Linked DNA regions of Mus musculus: region 2 is linked to region 1. A link is a contact called in public HiChIP or PLAC-seq data. All regions are on one chromosome and are shown on one strand. Each heading gives the region's core, a stretch centred on a gene start, on an enhancer-like site or on the middle of the called end of the contact. The rest is flanking DNA. Distances are from core to core; before and after follow the strand shown.

Region 1 (3,374 bases), core at 668-3,167:
GCACTATAAATGCCTAGCGTATTTAGTTCCTCAAGTTCGTGGTTCATCTGCATTTTAGTATTGTTCCTTTGTTCTTGTGCTTGTCTGTTTTGAGACAGGGTATTACATTGGAGCCCTGACTGGCCTGAAACTTGTTGTATAGACCAAGCTAGCCTCCAGCTCTGTCTGCTATCGCCTCCACAGTGCTGGGACTGAAGGTGTGCATCACCACACCTGGCTCACCTGCATTGTGGTAAATGGAGGGAAGTGGGTAGGATTTCCTTCTTCAAAGACTGAATATTTTGTTATGTATTTACATACCACAGTTTTGTGTGTGCGTACACATACATTCACGTGAGCGTTGTTACATATGCATTCATGAAGTGCCATATATACCACAGTGTGTAGAGGTCAGAGCACAACCTTGTTTTGAGATGGTCCCTTCTCAACTGCTCTGCATGCCACCTCTCTGACTTGATCTTCAAGAGTCCCCAGTCCCTACTTCCCATCCTGATGTAATTTGCAGGGATGGCGGACACGCGCTCAGCTTCACATGCCCTCTTGTGCCTTGATCTCAGATCCCCACTGCTCCATAGCGAGCGCCTGAGTTGTCTGCGTCCCTGCAAGTAAGACTGAATAAGTGAATTGGTTCACCGAGCTGGACTTGGTCGACCTGCGTGCTCTTTACCTCCTTGGGTTGTCTTGGCCATCTTGTTCAAATCTGTTGGTCAGGATTGTTAGGTGTGTACTTGTCACTCTTGATTCGTTTCCTTTGGCCTGTATTATCTGTCCTTGTTCCTTAATACTTTATAGGCCAATCCTTCTATAGGACATTATGAAATAGGGAAGTGTGAATCCTCTTAATTTCTGACAAAGTCAGTAGTGTTTATTTTAAAGACTTATGTTTTGAATTATGTGTGTGAATATGTGTCTTTGTGTGGTATATGCACATGGATGCAGGTGGCCGTGAAGACTAGAGGCATCAGGTGACCTGGGGGTCCCCTAGAACTAGAGTCACTTCTGAGCCACCCAGCGTGGGTGCTGTGAACCAGGCTTGGGCCTCTGCCAGAGCACGTCACACTCTTGTGGCCTGTCACACCAGCCTGTCAGTTACGATTTTGATAGCAATTGCTTAGACCTTGTACATATACTTCTGATTATATTATTAGATATGGCCATTGCTGGGGGCCAAACTTAGCGGTGTAGAGTGTGCTTTGCAAACACAGGAAGAACTTGGCTATGTGGCCCTATCTGGCCTGGAACTTGCTATGCATACCAAGTTGAGAATCAACTTTTTTTTTTTTTAAGATTTATTTTTGTTTCTTCCCTTTGCAAGCACTGACACTCACACCAGAAGGCGGCACTGGACCACTTGGGGCTGGAGTTGCCCCTTGTGTACTGGGAGTTGAGATTGGGCCCGCTGGAAGAGTGTAAGGTCTCCTAACTGCTGAACCGTCTACAGATCCAAGAGTCAGCATTTAAGGTACAGGTATTTTGAGAAAAGATCTAAATTACTAGTTTACTTTTCAAGGGCAGACGATTTTTATATTGCCCAGTATAGCCTCAAACACCCACTCAAGCAATCCTTAAGCAATCCTTTTTTGCCTCGGACTCCCAAGTAGCTAGAACTAGAGACAAGGGCCAGGGCACCCTGCTAAAATGGGAGTTGTTTAGTAAAGACTTTTTTTTTTTTTGGAGACATCTAAGGTTTCTTTCCTTAAAGTTCCTTTTAATTTTATCATTCTATTTTTTGTGGATAATGAAATTAATCGTAAAGGAAAAAGATTTGAAAGGTGGAAAGCTACATTTTAACCCAAACTTGCAAAGGAGAAACACCCAAGGGGCGTGGTTTTCAGAGCACAAGCCAAATTTGCAACCTCCTTCTTTGAGGTGGGGAAAAAACAAGTTCTCGCGAGAGCTAGCTGGTTGCTATAGTTACAGAAAACCAGCGTCTGCCTCAGGTAAGCCAGTAACTCCCTTTTAGGGGCTATAGGTGAAGCTGTTGCTCCCACTCCCCAGATCTTTTTTTCTAGGATTCTGAGCTCTTTCCCTACAGCTAAGACCAGGTTGAAGTTCTCGCTCAGCCCAGCTGTGCCCAAGATCCGGCTTCATCCAGAGCTGGATCCAGTCCCATCTCCTTACTCTATGCTATCCCCAAGTCGATTGGTAGCTGTCCTGCCTCTGAGCCTGTGACTAGAAATGGACGCCTTGTTGAGGGCAAGAACAATAGTTGGGCATTCATGCAAGGTCACAGTTACTCAGTAGGAAAGTCGCCAGTCTCCACGGCTGGGACTGTGGATCTGGTTCTGTGAAGTGTCTGCACCGCGTGCGTGAGGCTCTTATCTGCTTAGCACTGCAAGGTAAACCACCACAGCGCCATCCTCGTAAACAAAACCAATGTCCCGGACAGAGAACGAGCTGAATTCACAGCCACGGCGACTGTTTCTGAGTTGGAGACAATCTTCATCGACTATGAAATGTTCAAAGTGAATGAATAGCCTTGGTAGCTGCTTTAAGAAAGATGATCAGAAGAGAATAAGACAGTGAATGTGAGGGTTCCAAAGTGATTATATGCATACGCTGGGGCAGGGAGGGAGGCACCCTAAGCCAGACCACAGACTAGACTTGCCTGAAACTCACTCTCTTCTTTCTATCTGTGTGGCATATGTGAAGGCTTTAGAGTGTGCCAAGGCATAATTGAAAGCTAGTTCCCTCCCCACTCCCCAGTCATCTGTCAGACTGGCTGCCACAAAGCTTACACCTCTTGGTCTATCAACATATCTCTCTTCCTCACTAGACTTGGGGGCTTATATCTCCTCAGCATCTGTCCCTGTCCCTAACTTAATGCAGTTTTAAATGATTTTGACAGAAATGGAATGGATTAGAATAAAACACTTAGACTCAAAGGTGTATTTGTTTGGCACAAGGAACCCAGATGAGCTAGCTCATATGGTACAGATCCCTAATACATACTTGATAAGAACATTGCCAGTGCCACTGAGGCCCTGAAAGGGCCTGGAAGCATTTGGGTGACAAGTCAGGCTTTTAGGCAAGGGCAAGACTGAGGGAGTCACTGGGAAATGGCATGGTGACTGTGAAGTCTGAAGGCATTACCTGTCCCACATGGATGCACACAGTATGCACAGATGCACAGGTCCTCAGAGATATGTTCTACTTCAGATTTCAAATTTATTTTCAGTAAACACACAAAACAAATCTACGACAGATCTACATATCTCAGTCCTTGTACTTAATTTAGATTCTTTCTCCCATTTGCCTGACTTTTCTCTTCCCTTCCCTTCCCTCCCTCAACCCCAAACAGTCCCACATCTGCTTTCCTGTAATGTGTGTTTAAACCTAGGTGCTGCCTAGGGGAGGGAAGATGTGGTATTTGT
Region 2 (3,340 bases), core at 186-2,685, 250 kb before region 1:
GTGAGGAGAAGCAGCTAATTAGAAGAAATGGCCAACTTCTTTTTAGAGGATTTTATTTCAAGACAGCATCCAGAATACGATTCATTCAAAAGAGCAAAATTAAGTATTTTGCCTCATTTTACCCTTCAAAAACTCGTAGCAATGCAAATGCAAACCGCAAACCTCCCAAACGTGCCTCTCTGTATAGCTTTTGGAAATGAGAGTTCATTGAAAATATTTCTCCATTTTCAGATGAGATGAGATTTGTTGGGAAATCTCTGTAACAACTTGGTCATCTTGTGGGGAGATAAACTCTCGGACTGTCCCAGAGACTCCTGGATTGATCTCATCTTCCTGGCTTCCTGAAAACACAACAGAAAACAGAAAACAAAAAACAAAGTCACAGTTCTTTAGCTTATTCTGACCTAGACCCATAATTTTTATAATATTCCAAACCCCAAGAGACCCTGCCTCAAGGAATAAAGTGGAAGAGGAATGGAGGAAAATTCCAGACGTTTACCTCAGGCCACCACACAGCACTGGTGCCCACAGATGTGTCCCTGCATTTTCAAGCACGCAAGCACTTACACACATACACACACACACACACACACACACACCCCAAACAAACAAACAAAAAACCCAAAGGAACAAAAAGGGGATTTAAAGGGATTGGGGATGTACAAATGATTGTTATCATCTCAAACTACTATTCTGGCTAGCAAATTAGTGAAGATCAACCTATGACAAAACTTAGCTTTTTCTCACTTTGGTGAGGGTGAGCCAGTCACAGATGAATGGGAGACTCTGTACATAATTTAACACAGGGCGGTGTGAACCATTTCTTTGCGTTTGGTTTTTTTTTTTTGGTTTTTCGAGACAGGGTTTCTCTGTGTAGCCCTGGCTGTCCTGGCACTCACTTTGTAGACCAGGCTGGCCTCGAACTCAGAAATCCACCTGCCTCTGCCTCCCAAGTGCTGGGATTAAAGGCGTGCGCCACCACGCCCGGCTTGAACCATTTCTTTGTATTCCCCTTTCTTTTCCCAAGAAGGCACGCTAGGAGCCAGACATCACCTGAGCCCTGGAAGAACAATCGAAGAAGTCCTGGATCTCTTTCCTGCACGCCTCGTCGCGGAATTCATTCTGCTTCCAGCAAGCCATCATCATCGACATCTCCGTGATACAGGTTGCCTCTGGAGGGGAAGAACTGGGAGACCTTCAGCCACAGGGCGACCTAACACCTCTCCCCCGAGATTACCTAGCCGCCCCCGCTCCAAGTGCTCACCTCCCTTTTCTCTACGTCGGTTCCCGACGCGGTTAGCTAAGATAAGAGGCTTGTTGGGTTTCAGTATAGGTTTTCCCGGGTTCGCAAACCGCGCCAGGCGGCCGCGTAGACTGGGCGTCGCCATTTTGCACAGCGTTCCCAGTAGGCTCCGCGGCGCCGTGCGTGACCCCTCTTGACCTCTACGCGCTTGGCGTGCGGACAACGGGCAGCTGTGCGCGCACTTTCCGGGTCTTGGCCTCACGGTGACACTGGATTCGAACCCCGTCGGGCCGGCAGCCGACAGCAGGTTAGGATGCTATAGGTTGTGCGCGCCCTTTGCGTGCTCGGGACCCGGCAGGATTCAGGGGCCCCGTGTCCGCGGCTGCCACTTATTTGTGAGTCGGTGTCTGCGTGTGGGCACCACGTGAGTGCCGCGTCCGTGGCGGCCAGGGGAAGGCGTTGGATCCCGTGGGGCTGGAGTTAAGGATTTTGGATTGCAAAGGACTTTTGTTTTAACAAGTCTGTGAGAATGATGATTCCTTTTGCCAGGCGGTGGTGACGCTCGCCTTTAAATCCCGGCACTGGGGAGGTGGGGAGGCGGGGAGGCGGGGAGGCAGGCGGATCTGAGTTTGAGGCCAGCCTGGTCTCCAGGACTGCCAGGGCTACACAGAGAAACTCTGTAGCAGAAAAACCAAAATAATAAAATGGTTGCTTTTTACAACTCTTACATGGACTGCTAGGTAGATACTGTTTACTCGTTTGGAATGATCGCACAGTAGGGTGAACGTTGTAACATTTACGTGTGACATACACAACATTTAATATTAGAGCAACTATATCACTTCTTTTTATAGACCTCCAGTTGTGATTTGTTGGACTTGAGTGTTTGACTTAACTGTTTACAAAACCGAATCAAAAGATGTGCTATATATAGATTCTTTGGTATTTGCAAATGAATTCAAGACATTTCTGCTAATGGAAGCGGAATCCAGCAGTCCTGTAGTTTATATGATGTCTACTTTAGAGCAAGGTATATTTGCTGACATTTTTTACCTCAGATGTTTGGAATTCTCCCTTGATAGCCTACGTGGATGCCTTTCTTCCGGAGTCACATAGCTAATTCAGGAGGGAAATTCCAGGAATGGGCCTGACCAAAAAGTCCATCTTTTGGTCAGTATTTAGTATCTAATAAAGCTTGCTTTAAATTTAGCCCAAAATGGTGGACTTCGTTTTTCTGGCGAATCCCAAGATTAACACTGGGTTCACATCAGAGGGGTTTTCCCTCTCTTACCACACCCTACCGGCAGCCATCAAGGCACCTTTTTTATTGTCACACACATTTATATTGTTTGTGACCTTATGTACCCCAACATCTACTTTGAAATCTTAGCTAGCTCAGGGTCTGGAGAGGTAGCTCCGTGCTTAAAGAGTGTTTTTAGCTCTTCCAGAGGACTGTTTGGTTTCCAGCATCCACGTTGCAGGGCTCATAATTACTTCTACCAACACCTCGAACGCACACATGGGTAAATTTCTTTTCTTTCCCAAACTTTAATTTGCATTTGCTAACAAATCTTTTTTATCCACTTTACAAAACTATGGAACACTTCACGAATTTGCGTGTCATCCTTGTGCAAGGGCCATGCTAATCTTCTCTGTATCGTCCCCGTTTTAGTATATAGGCTGCCAAAGCGAGCACGGAAAAATATTTTTAAATATCTCTTAAATGTTTAAAATGAGACGAGCCTTTGTGTATCTTGTTCATGCTAAAAATAGCTATGCCAGGCGTGGCATATGCCTACAATCCAAGCACTTGGGAAATTGAGGCAGGAGACAGATTAAAGAGTTTGAAACCAGCCTAAGTTACATATAATGAGTACTTGGCAAGCCAGGGCCATATAACATGACCCTGCCTTAATGAAACAAACAAAAAATAAATAAAATAATGAAATGAGAAAGGAAAAGTGTTTACCATTATTTTTTACAAGTCTCCAATTTTATCACCTCAATCCCCCAAAATAAGCAAATACAGGCCAGCAAAATGGCTCACTTGGTGAATAGAGGTGCTGCCACTAAGTCTGTTGAGTTTAGTCCTTGAGA

Evidence for each region. HiChIP or PLAC-seq counts read pairs in DNA pulled down with a chosen protein or histone mark.
Region 2: a contact with region 1 is called in an H3K4me3 HiChIP or PLAC-seq map of embryonic stem cells, with 12 read pairs. The contact joins the promoter of Chchd1 here to the promoter of Cfap70 in region 1. A contact is called at or near these places in 4 of 39 promoter capture datasets (the HPC-7 cell line, cranial neural crest, embryonic stem cells and 1 more), 6 of 115 datasets of contacts at active chromatin or transcription factors (bone marrow-derived macrophages, embryonic stem cells and stem cell-derived neural progenitor cells) and 4 of 9 other capture datasets (adipose tissue, embryonic stem cells, liver and 1 more).

The regions. Positions count from the first base shown.
Region 1 is chr14:20,450,768-20,454,141 of GRCm38.p6, reverse strand. It overlaps Cfap70 (cilia and flagella associated protein 70), which reads left to right and starts at 1,917. Exons shown (of 29, transcript NM_029698.1): 1 at 1,917-1,940.
Region 2 is chr14:20,701,122-20,704,461 of GRCm38.p6, reverse strand. It overlaps Chchd1 (coiled-coil-helix-coiled-coil-helix domain containing 1), which reads right to left and starts at 1,435. Exons shown (of 3, transcript NM_025366.3): 1 at 1,265-1,435; 2 at 1,054-1,172; 3 at 37-341. The coding sequence starts at 1,388. The coding sequence ends at 228. It overlaps 6230400D17Rik (RIKEN cDNA 6230400D17 gene), which reads left to right and starts at 1,363. Exons shown (of 1, transcript NR_029446.1): 1 at 1,363-2,450. Gm25328 (a small nuclear RNA gene) reads right to left here and starts at 2,939; the gene lies at 2,833-2,939.